2 separate regions of the Mus musculus genome follow, and region 2 is linked to region 1. The links are chromatin contacts, called in public Hi-C maps. All regions are on one chromosome and are shown on one strand. The core of a region is the stretch at or near the end of the contact, and the rest is flanking DNA. Distances in the headings are between cores, read along the strand shown. Region 1 overlaps Tmtc1 (transmembrane and tetratricopeptide repeat containing 1). Region 2 overlaps Tmtc1 (transmembrane and tetratricopeptide repeat containing 1).

Region 1 (5,553 bases), core at 1,346-3,845:
CATAGACTCTTAAGTTGAGGGAAAAGAGCTCTGTCATTGACTTTTGAGATTTACTGAGGATTCTGTATTTAAAACACAAGTGAGTTTGGAGACTTTGTAGAGAATACTCTAAAACTCTAGGATGAAGTCAAAATTCATAATTTTTTAAAAATATATTTATATTTAAAAACAAGGAAGACAAAGTTGAAATCACAATTTGACATTATTTTTAGTGTTATTTATTGTATAACTTATAAAATATTTAATATATATCCATAATTCTTGTTTTTTTCCTCTGTACATAGTCATTTTGATAGCAGCTCTCAAAACCAAGCATATGAAAATTGCAAGATAGGAAAGCTTTCACAGTCTCCCTAAATCATATTGGTTATTTGCCAATAAGACTAATGGAGTTAGGGTCAGCTCAGTGTTTGGGGAGGGAAGGATTTGGAAGGGCTTATCACTGAAAACAAAACACCACAGGCCATGCAGGTCCTGATGCTGAGCCAGCCATCACACAGACATGACAGGTGGAAAGCAAAACCATCTCACCAGTGCAGCCAGGCCCGAGGGAAAACCCTCTGCTGCTTACAGCCCAGCATCAGGATGCCGTGCCTCTGTGTGCTGTTTCTGAAGCAGATAAGCTGAAGTAAATGGCTGGAAATGTATTTGGAAAGGCATGGCGAGGGAGTTGATCCAACACACACCTGCTTTTTGGGGGCAGTTTTTTGTCACCTGGTTTCTGTCAACATTACCTAAATTATCATAAATTGATCTAAAAACTTTTTTCCATCTAAGATATAAATCTTTACTCCCAAGGTCAAAAAGTGTACTATAGTGTTTATTATAAAATAATTCCTAGCCCCTAAGTTGGATGGCAGGGACCCTTGGTAAAAGTCACCTCTTAGTTATAATAGTATTTAACAAAATAGATGCATTAAAAGGTAATGGAATAGATTGAACTATAACATTTGACAGGACTTTGCCTTACAGAAAGCACTTCAGGTGGTCTCAGTATACACTTGCTAGAGTAATTAAAAGGCAACTACAGCGTAAACCTTTCAGAGGAGAAAAAGCCACATGACATCTAGGAGACTGCTTTATCTGGGCCTCTCTTCTTTCTCATTTGTCTCCCCACTTTGGCATCTCCTGAAGCAGTTAAAAATAAGCACTGCTTACAAAGAAAAGCAAAATCAGCTTGCTTTGTTGGCCTAGATATTTTGGATCCTTTATTGAAATGAGGCAGTGAGATAGTTTCCATGGTTGAAATGTTTCCTGTGAGAAGATCAGTTGCAAACCGTTTGAGTGTATTTTGTAACATGCTATTTGGTCCTTGTGACGTGGAGTCATCTTTATTACAGTAGAAACAGAGCCTGGTGTCTCATGAAAATGCATCTGCTTTGCCATCAGCAAGCTTGTGCCCCATGGTAACTGGAGAGCTGTTCTGACGCCTGGGGGCAGAGCTGGCTTTGTCCTAGCAGGGTCTCATCATGGGTACTGAGACTCAGACCCAGGACCTTGTGCACTCCCTCTGAGCTCTGTCCACAGCTAAATTTATTCTTCATGTTTTTTGTTTGTTTGTGTCCAGCCCTGGGTCTCAGAATTCTGAAGTATGCCTTAGGTAGGAAGGAGACAAAAAACAAATCAGGACTTGCTTTACCTGTTCTGAACCCCAGCATAGCATTCCTGAAGTTCTTCTTTCCTTACACAGAGCCCTTAACACACATCCTTGTAGCCCCTCCCACCACCACCATTCCTTTTCAGGCCTGTCCTTCATCGTACCTAGACCCAGCCAATGTCATGAAATCCACACATGTGGCAGTCCATTCATGTGCCCATTGACATAGAAGTTATAGGAATGGCTTGGGGGTTATTTGGTTAGGATTTTTCAAAATGATTCAGATGATACAATGCCATTTATAAAACCTGATTTGGTGGTAGAACGCAGGTGAATAGACCAAAAATATGGAGACCGTGGGGAATAGTGCTCTTTGAGGCCTGGGGGCCCTTGTTTGTTTGTGTGGTTCTGGTGTTGGAACTTCATGTATGCCAGGGGAGCCTTCTATCACTGGCTACTAGTGACATCTCAGCCCTGGAGTTGTTTCTTTTGAAGTTTTGTCTACATTAGTATGCAGGTTCTCTTTTGAAGTCTACAGCAGAATTTCACAGGCTTTTTGCAGCTTTCAGCCAAGACTAAATAAAAATTCTAAACCACACTGTAGAAGCAAACCTGAGGTGACTAAACTGAGGGGGAAAAGAAATTAAATGTCCCATTTCTTGTGACTGTTAGCAGACAGTTTATATCCTGCTTACAGAGCAGCATGGGTTGGTAGGGAGGTCCTCCCTCCAGCACACGGTCTCCCAGCACTGGCTGCCTTTAGAGAACTAGGACCCTTCCTCTGGTGCTAGCAAAGTCCTACAGGGCTGAGCACTTTAAGGAGGTTTGTGACTTTTACCAAGGGGATGCCATTAAAATGACAATTCTATTTCTAGATTAGACTAAAATAAGCCAAAGAATTCTAAAGAATGAGTCATTGCCCCATGGGTTGGTTAACGCCATTACTCCTAGACAGACTGGGAGGTGGCTGAGTGGGGTGGCTTTATGCTTGTGGCCACTGGACTATAATTTGCCCTTCTATTTAGAAAATGCTTGGGTGTCAGATGGAGAGGCACCACCTTGCTACGTGCATGTACCAGGCAAGGTACCAAAGATAACAAATGAAAAACAAACCCATGATTTCTTTGGGCTCTTAGAAGGTGTCCAAGGCTCAGTGCTTGCCTCTGCCTCTCTCCCTCTTTCTCTCTGCCTGGCACAGACACTGGGGCTTTGTCATTTAGTTCTTGATTATACTTACTCAAACCTGTTTTGTTTTTTGAGCCAGGTGGTGGTGGTGCACACCTTTAATCCCAGCACTTGGGAGGCAGAGACAGGTGGAACTCTGACTTACAGCCCAGCCTGGGCTACAAGGTGAGTTCCAGGACAGCCATGGCTACACAGAAAAAACAAACCAACAGCAACAACAATAACAAAAAAACACACACTCATACAAACACTTTTTAAAAACAAGAATCATAAGCAAAAATGCCTTTCTTTTCTGTCTGTGGTGGGTCCACCCAGGAGGAGAAGCCTTCAGGAGACTCCTGACAGTAGTGGTACATGGCGAGTACCTGTACTAAGGAGTTGGCTTGTTCTTGCTTTCTTATTTTCATATCACAGTTTCCATTGTAGGTTGTCATTTCCCAAATACTGCAAAGCCCAAGTATCTAAATGGCATCCTTTTACAGGTAATACTATAGATGTCTGTCAAACCTTACTCCCAGACAGCAGCTATATAAGCTAAGGCTATGGAATACCAAAAACAATGTCAGAAATATAATACTTGCCATTATTCCGAATTTTCAATTCAAAGCATGTTTTATAGTTCTGAAAACACTTCTAATATTTTTGTTTCTGTGAGCTCTTTGTTCTGAGAGAGCAGATAAATAACTATAGTAAAACCGATGGCTTCCTATCAAAGTGGGACCACAGGATAGAAAAAATACATGAAGCTGTCAGTTGACTCATTAAAATATTCCATTTTGATCATTTGGACTCTTCTGATTAAAGCCACCAGGACATGTAACTTTAAAAAGAGACAGCACCTCACAATGTGTGTAGTCCTGGTCTGATGTTGTAAATGTAGGTAATCAGCTGTTCCTAACTGGAAACATCTGCATGCAGAGATCAGAATATCTCCCATTGGCACACACACTATATTCATAGCGAATCTGGAAGTTCCTAATGTGCATATCCTTTGGGGGTTCTTTAGCTGTTGGCCCATCATGGGGGCACACTAGTGCAAGATTACTGCTTCAGAGTTCTAATCGTAGAGTCACTCTGAGGAGCTGCATCGCTGAGGCAGGTTGGTCTGTCTCAGTGGAGTTTGTCCCCCGTGAAGTACTGTCCTGTCCATGATCCTCTTCAGTGCATTGAAAAGCACTGCTATGCATCTGTGGAGATAATGATTTGGCCCCACTCCTATCATTCTCGGTAGTGTGCACCACAACCACAACAAAACACAAACAACCCCCGGGAGGATCAGGTTGCCCGGGTCTGTAACATGACAAGAATAGTAACCCTTACTTTACAGTCTATGTGCTTAAAGTTCTTGTAGTGACCCTGTCACTTTCCTGGGAGCCCAGGGTGCTGAGGTGTCTCCAGAGGCCAGGGCTTGTTTTGACTGTGTGGAAGTCACTGTGTTTGCTGTCAGGACCTTGTTCTTTGTTCCCTCTGCTCAGTGTTCCTATTTTGGGTGATTGTATATAAATGTACACCTGCATTATTTTTGCTATGCTGCTTAAAATATTTCTCCATTTAAGTCTGACTGTATACTTTGCCTAAGTCTTTCAAAAATAAAATTTATGTAAATGTCTATTTTATATAAAACATGGTAAAATAAGAATTCTGTCTGGCCTCAGTCTCTCAGGTTCTCTGATTAGATTCCATTAATAGTCTTTTTGCTAGTAAATCTGGGCTTCAAAAGTAAAGGTGGCCTGTCCTTACCTGTCATCCATATCACAAGTGCCTACTTTTCTGCAGGAGACTCTGCCCTTGTCTCCCTTGGCAGACACCTCCAGGCCAGACTCTGCCCTCTGCTGGCTTTGTAGGTGTCTTTGGGCCTTTGTGTGTGTGTGTGTGTGCAAATGGAAGTTAGAAATCAGTGGTTAAGCAGTACCTAGACCCAACACACACACACACACAAGTCCCTCCCTCCCTCCTCCCTACCCCTTCCCTCCTACCTCCACCCCCCCATCTCTGTACTTTACCTCATGCAACTTTATCCTCCCCATTAGCCTCTGTGTTATCTATCCTTCCCTTTCCTCTGCTTGCTAGCTTTTGCTAATTCTGTCTTAATGCTCACTAATGAATGGGGACACAGCATCCCATCACTAGCACAAAACGGGGTAAAACACCACAATCTCCATCAAAACCCAGGGCCAGGTTGGGGCAGGAGGAAATGCCGAAAGGCAAAGAAGACAGTGAAGCAGGAAGATCATGAGGGATACCTGACTCCAGACAGGTGACAGGTGCAGCCCCATAATACCCTGAGTGGAGTCAAACAGCAGTTTCAGCTCACCTTCCTCACTTGGTGTCGGCAGTTTGTAGACTCCGAGGATGCAGATAACAGGGAAACCATAGGGCCTGTGCCAGGGGGTGGACTGCTGCTGCTGCTGCTACTTTACCCCCAGAACATAGGTCATGGAGGCCCCTAGATCCTGCAACCAGGTAAAGATCACATCTCTATGACTTACTCTAGATTTCCTATAGCTGTGGCCAGTATAGGCCCAGATATTCCCAAAGGAAGGCCTGCCATGGTGGAATGCTTTGAACTGGGAGTTTGCAAGTTTCTCCCTTAGAGCCCAGTGGTCCCAGCATCTTTAGTGCAGTCCCAGCTTTCTAACCAAATCTAGTGTCAGAGGGATAGCTGGTTCTCTCCTGCCTTCTGTTAGGGCAGTGTAGGGGCAGATGGCGGGGCTCTGAGCAAGCTCTGATCAACCTGAGCTGCCTGCGGGACGTACTTATAAGAACTCCAA
Region 2 (5,553 bases), core at 2,015-4,514, 190 kb before region 1:
GCCCAAGAGCATACTTTTAGTGAAGATACCATGTTGGATCTCTTCTGGAGCCTGCTCAAATTTGCCTTTTTCTCATTTGGATAAGGAATGCTCACACATTGTGATCTGACTGTGTTCTAGCAGTGCACACTTCTGAGACCCCTGTAAAGGACAGTTGATGTGTTCATGTTTCGAGTCCTCTGTCAATTAAGGCATCATCATCATCATCATCATAGAGAAGGGCTTCCTAGCCACCTCTGCCTGTTTTCCTTTTTTTGATGAAGAATACGACCCAGTGTTAGAAGTACTGGGTTGTACTCTGTGTTGAAATTCTGAGTCAGAAGTGAAATAGTGGCCGTAGAGAACCATAGAATGTTTATTTGAACTGGCATGAGAAGTCTGATTTTATCAATTGATATCAGAGTAAGGATTAGTCTTGCCAATTTGGTATATGATGGATATTTTCCATGAACAGAATTCTAAATCTCTAAGCCTGAGGTTTGGTGTGTGTGTGTGTGTGTGTGTGTGTGTGTGTGTGTGTGTGTGTGTGTTCATATGTTTGTGTGTGTATATGTATAAATCATCTATAGGATATGTACAGGTATGTAAATATATATATGTGTATGCATATTAGTATTGATGTGTATACATTGTATGTGGGGGAAGTGACAAATAAAAATCACTTTATAAACAATTGCATCATTAAGGTAGTTTTCCTTACTCTTTCTGAGTATGTTAGACAGGGCAAAGTTCCTATAAGTGGAAGAGTTTGAAGCATAAGTAACAGTCCTCCAATGTGGCTTGGTGAAGCTGTTTTCTGTACTTCTGTAAAATGGTAACAGTGAGAAGAGAGACTGGTGGGCAACTGCTGTAGGGACTGATGTTCCTACATTCATTGCTTCTGTCTGAATCAAAGTCAAACCTTGATGATTTGTTAGATTACAGACCATAAAACATTATGTGAGACAGTAGATCCCTATGTGGTAATTGCCCCTGACTTTGGAGTTCAAAACATTTAGCTATGCCTATAACACACATCCTTCCATTCTCATCCGTGGGAATAGTCTGAAAGGTGGAAGCCAGACTTAGAATTGTGTGGCACACTCTCTTACTCTTCTGAGAAAAAGTAGACCAACCACAGATGCCAAAACCAGCTACACTTACTAGCATGTACACCTTCATGTTCAGGGCTTAGTTTCTTTCTGCTTTCATCATGATGTGAATTATAAACAGAATACTAATACATAACTGAAATATAATATGTAGAGATTTACAGTTATCCCAGTAAGTTTAAAAAACAGTTAAGGACAATACATGTAGCCCTGTGGTAGGATAATTGATCACTGTGTATGAGGTCCCGAGTTCCATGTTTTGCAACATACACACACATACACACACACCTACACACCAAAAGAATCCATATGTATTTTCAATATAAAGAGGTAATATGATAAATAAAATACATTTAAACATAGCAATGCAATGCATCAAGAGAAAATGCTGAGGGTGAGTGACACTGAAGTAGATAACTTCACAGGAAGAGGAGACTGGACAGGTTTCCATGGAAAAAAGAACTCTTTCTAGCAGGTGTGATGGTCAATGGTCTCAGACATTGTGAAGTAGAGGCAGGAAGATCAGGAGTTCAAGGTCATCCTGGGCTATATATTGCAGACTTCCAGGCCAGTCTGGGATACATAAAATGCTGTCTCAATAAACTTAAGGAAATAATTTTAAAAGCCCCCTTGTATGTAGGCAGAAGGCGGGGCAGCAGGGGCTGCTCAGGCTCCCTTGGGTACAATACAGCCAAATTTTAAAATGCCAGAATTTGTGGTGTATGAAAGGGTAGATTCTGATAATATTTAAATATGTTCTGATGAGTTTTATGTATGAACTTAAGTAAATGAGAAATGCCTAGCTTTCTAATGCTCTTTGTGTGCATACTATGAAGGAAAATGGCCAAAGTGTTGGTCATATAGAAGGCTAGAATGATGTTACATTTTGACATAGTTGAAGGGCTATACTGTACTTGGGGGCAGTTATTACAGGAAAGATCAATTGAATGTGCAGTTAGAGTTTTAATTCATCGGCTGAGGAGAGAGTGCATACACAAGGCAACCTTGGACAGTGTGATCAGGAGCTGATCCAGGTTAGGTTAGAGTCTTAAAAAAAAAAAAAGGAAGGGAGGGAGGGAGGGAGGAAGGAAGGAAGGAAGGAAGGAAGGAAGGAAGGAAGAAAGAGAGAGAGAAAGAAAGAAAGAAAGAAAGAAGAAAGAGAGAGAGAAAGAGAGAAAGAGAGAAAAAAAGAGAGAAAGAAAGACAGAAAAACAAATCCTATTAGTAACCTTTAAAATGGGGTTTCCAGGGGTTTTGTGCTAATACAAAAATCTATAGTAACACAATTAAAGAGGCACAGGTGTTGAAGGACTGGGAGAAGGATATTGGGTAGGCACTTGAATTTGCAAGATTAAGGAGCTGTGGACCACAGGCAAAGAAAGCTGACCCAACATACCATTTACGCTATGGAGCAAAATGGAGTCTGCTATTTAATTATAGATTGAAGTTCGGGTTTCTAGGGAGGAGGACAGAGAGACAGAAGAAGTGATGCACTTCACAGACAATTAGTGATAAATTATTAAACATGCACAGTAAGACATAGGGGGCCTTGGGAAATCTCTCATCTTCATTAAACAAGACTACACATGGACCATATGTTATGCTATTCCAGGAAGATGGAGACTTTAAATTTGGATGGAATTTGGTTTAGGTGCACTGACGTGATTGTGTGTCAGCATGTCAATGTGGTTTACTTTGTAAGTGAGGCAGTTAGCAAATAGATGATGAGTCCAGGCTTGTAGATGCTGGGAGATCATAGGGATTCCTTCCACAGCTTATATTCACAGAAAACCCAAGACTAGACACGCAAATAGATGCAAAAGTAAGACCCAGAGAAGAGAACAGTTAATTCAAATGTAAGCACACAGGACACCTTAGTTAGTCATATTTTTCAGCAAGCATTTGAAAGCATGCATATGGTGACAGCAGGATTGTGTTCTGCAGGGCAGAGAATGAAGAGGGCCAGACTACCTCATTTAAGCCCTGGAGTTTCTTGGGCAGGTTTCCCAATATTGTATTTCTTTGAAAATTTGTGCTTTTCTGAATTCTGAATCATGGAAAAACAGCAAAATCTGGAAAATCATTGTGATTCTCCTATGAACATTTACATCTGGTCAACATAGCTATCTCTGGTTTGCCAGACTGAAAGCGAGGAAGCCGGCACACAGAGTGGGAAGATTAAAGCCAACATGTCTAGAATCAGAACAGGAGGGCTCAGGAGAAAATTGGCTCTGATCTAATCAGCCGGTCTGGCTCCTGGCTGTTCCCACATGTTCCATTCACGTTCCTGGCCACGTCTGAGGCTAATGGAGCTCATTCTTGCAGATAAAATAAATATTCGTAACTCTATACAGAGTCTACTTATACAAACCCTGTCAATAGCGTTCCTAAAATAACACAATGTAACCTAAAGGCTAATGAAGTTCTAATGGGCATTTTCTGTGTGTGGTTTTGTTATCCTGGCTGACAGGTCCACATATCCATTACAGCTCAGACACCCATAACCTGAAAATCTCAAATTCCAGATTCTCCAAAGCCTGACACTTTAAATATTGTCATGATGTCACAACCAGGAAATTCCTCACCTGCTAGAATGTGACAGGTCACAGTTGAAATGTGGAGATAATAAAAGTGCTCTATAAGGTCACCCTCAGACTTTGTATATAAAGTATATGGAAATAGAGATGGAGTTTGTGTTCAGTCCTGGGTCCTATCCCCAAGACATCTCATTGCCTGCACATGAAGATATTCTAAAATCTAGAGAGAGAGGGAGCGAGAGAGAGATGCATAGAAAGAGACAGAAAGAGAGATACAGAGAGAGACAGAGAAACAGAGACTCACCTATTTTAAATTCTATTCAGTCCTATTCACTAGCACTTTCCAGCATTTTAACAGTGCTTTAATGTAATACTCCCTGGTGATGAAGGCCTACAGCTTTTGGCTGAGAAAGGTGCATACAATTCTACTCACCATGAGCTGCCCAGTTGCTTTTTATGTCAGGACACTGGTGGGTTCAGCTGCCATTGCTGCAGCAACCCACCTATACCTCCCACCTCTGCTGCCTGGCATCCTTCGGCATTCTCGCTGTTGACCGCACATGCCCTGTCCCTATGTTATCCCCCTTCCAGAACCACTGCACGCCCTCCTACGCTCCAAGAGGAATGCACGTTAGTGCCTTTCCCGGTCCTGCTTCATGGCCCCCAGTCTCAAGCTCCTTGAAATCTTCCTTGCCTCTTCTTTAGCTGTCAGATTCGGAGCCAGCCCTTCTGTGATACTTCCTAGACCCAGTGGCCAGAACGAAGCTTTACTCTTTTCTGGCAACAGTGGCTCCGTGTATCCTATTTAATACCCTCTTCTGACCCCAGCAGATGTTAAAGTCCTTGAGGCAGGCAATTGCTTTCCAGTTGGCATAGTACCTTCTAGTTCTCGCTCACTGGAACAAGACCACAGTGAACGAACATGATGACATTAACTAACAGAGCCACAGGAAATGGTAACTGTAGCCAAGCAGTTAATAGGGATGGTCACTTTATTTTAGATGTCAAACACTTTGCCCAAAGACCTCAGCTCAACGGGAGGTACAGAGTAGGCATGTACTGTGTGCTTTGTGGTTTGGCCTGGAGAGGGGCCTGTTAATATCAGCACTGACACTGTCACATCCTCTATTAATTTCTGCTAACGGGACTCTACATTATGATGCTATTGTTGAGGTAAGTTCTTACTCTCTAGCCCAGGCTAGTTTTGAACTTATGACCTTCCTCCTCAGCCTTCCAGTGCTGGGATGATAGGTATGAGTCAGCCCGCCCAGCTGCTATATTTGTTATGCATTTGTGCATTCAGCTGTCGTAGTCTTGATCTTTCCAGATTGGTTTACAGTGAGAAACAGGGTTTCAAGACACTTTAGAGACACTGGTTAGACTTGCCTAACTTGTGACTGCTATACTCCACCTTGCTATAAGCTTTGCTGTTGGCCACATCATTCATTCTGGGATGAGCATCTATCCCTCCAGGTTTGCCCCACGACTTCATGACAGGTTAGGTGGGCTCTCTTCTTAACCTTCTTGAATTCATGCTCACTTAAATGCTCTAGGACAGCAGTGGCCACTAAACCCATCTGAGCCTCACATGTGACTTGTGCGATCATCACTCAGCTGGGACCTTATACCTCAGCGTACACTGTCACTGCCTGCCTACCTGGAGTCATGTAGCTTTGTGGGGAATTGCAGGCTGGTCTCCAGTCGAGCTGAGGTCTGAACCCCGATGGTCATAATTCACCTACATGACACGGTAGGCGTTCCCTCATGCTCCTGGAACTCTGGCCCCTGCCTAAGGTACCATCTCTCACAGCCCCCACAAGAGAAGCATGGTCACATAAGCAATGGCCCAAGCTTCTGACCTTCAGGCTAAACTCCTCCCCAGTTACCTAGCAACAGTGAAGACCATAAAAAGGGGTACTCAGCCC

What was found. Hi-C and Micro-C count contacts between places; a contact is called where the count stands out from the background.
Region 2: a contact with region 1 is called in a Hi-C map of cerebral cortex, with 2.6 times the contacts expected there. The contact joins two enhancer-like sites. A contact is called at or near these places in 1 of 15 datasets of contacts at CTCF or cohesin (pro-B cells), 5 of 484 Hi-C or Micro-C datasets (Th1 cells, cerebral cortex and embryonic fibroblasts) and 1 of 9 other capture datasets (embryonic stem cells).

The regions. Positions count from the first base shown.
Region 1 is chr6:148,231,298-148,236,850 of GRCm38.p6, reverse strand. It overlaps Tmtc1 (transmembrane and tetratricopeptide repeat containing 1), which reads left to right. Exons shown (of 20, transcript NM_198967.5): 20 at 1-4,421. It overlaps 4732416N19Rik (RIKEN cDNA 4732416N19 gene), which reads right to left. Exons shown (of 2, transcript NR_015615.1): 2 at 1,188-1,595. Among named protein-coding and RNA genes, the nearest start is that of Gm52483, 12 kb to the left of the region's middle. Within about 2 kb of position 2,595, at least 23 of the 459 cell types and tissues checked have an H3K27ac peak or open chromatin away from gene starts, as enhancers often do. A contact at or near this core is called in cerebral cortex, where this site is marked.
Region 2 is chr6:148,419,537-148,425,089 of GRCm38.p6, reverse strand. All of the region lies in intron 2 of Tmtc1 (transmembrane and tetratricopeptide repeat containing 1), which reads left to right. Among named protein-coding and RNA genes, the nearest start is that of Tmtc1, 22 kb to the left of the region's middle. Within about 2 kb of position 3,264, at least 13 of the 459 cell types and tissues checked have an H3K27ac peak or open chromatin away from gene starts, as enhancers often do. A contact at or near this core is called in cerebral cortex, where this site is marked.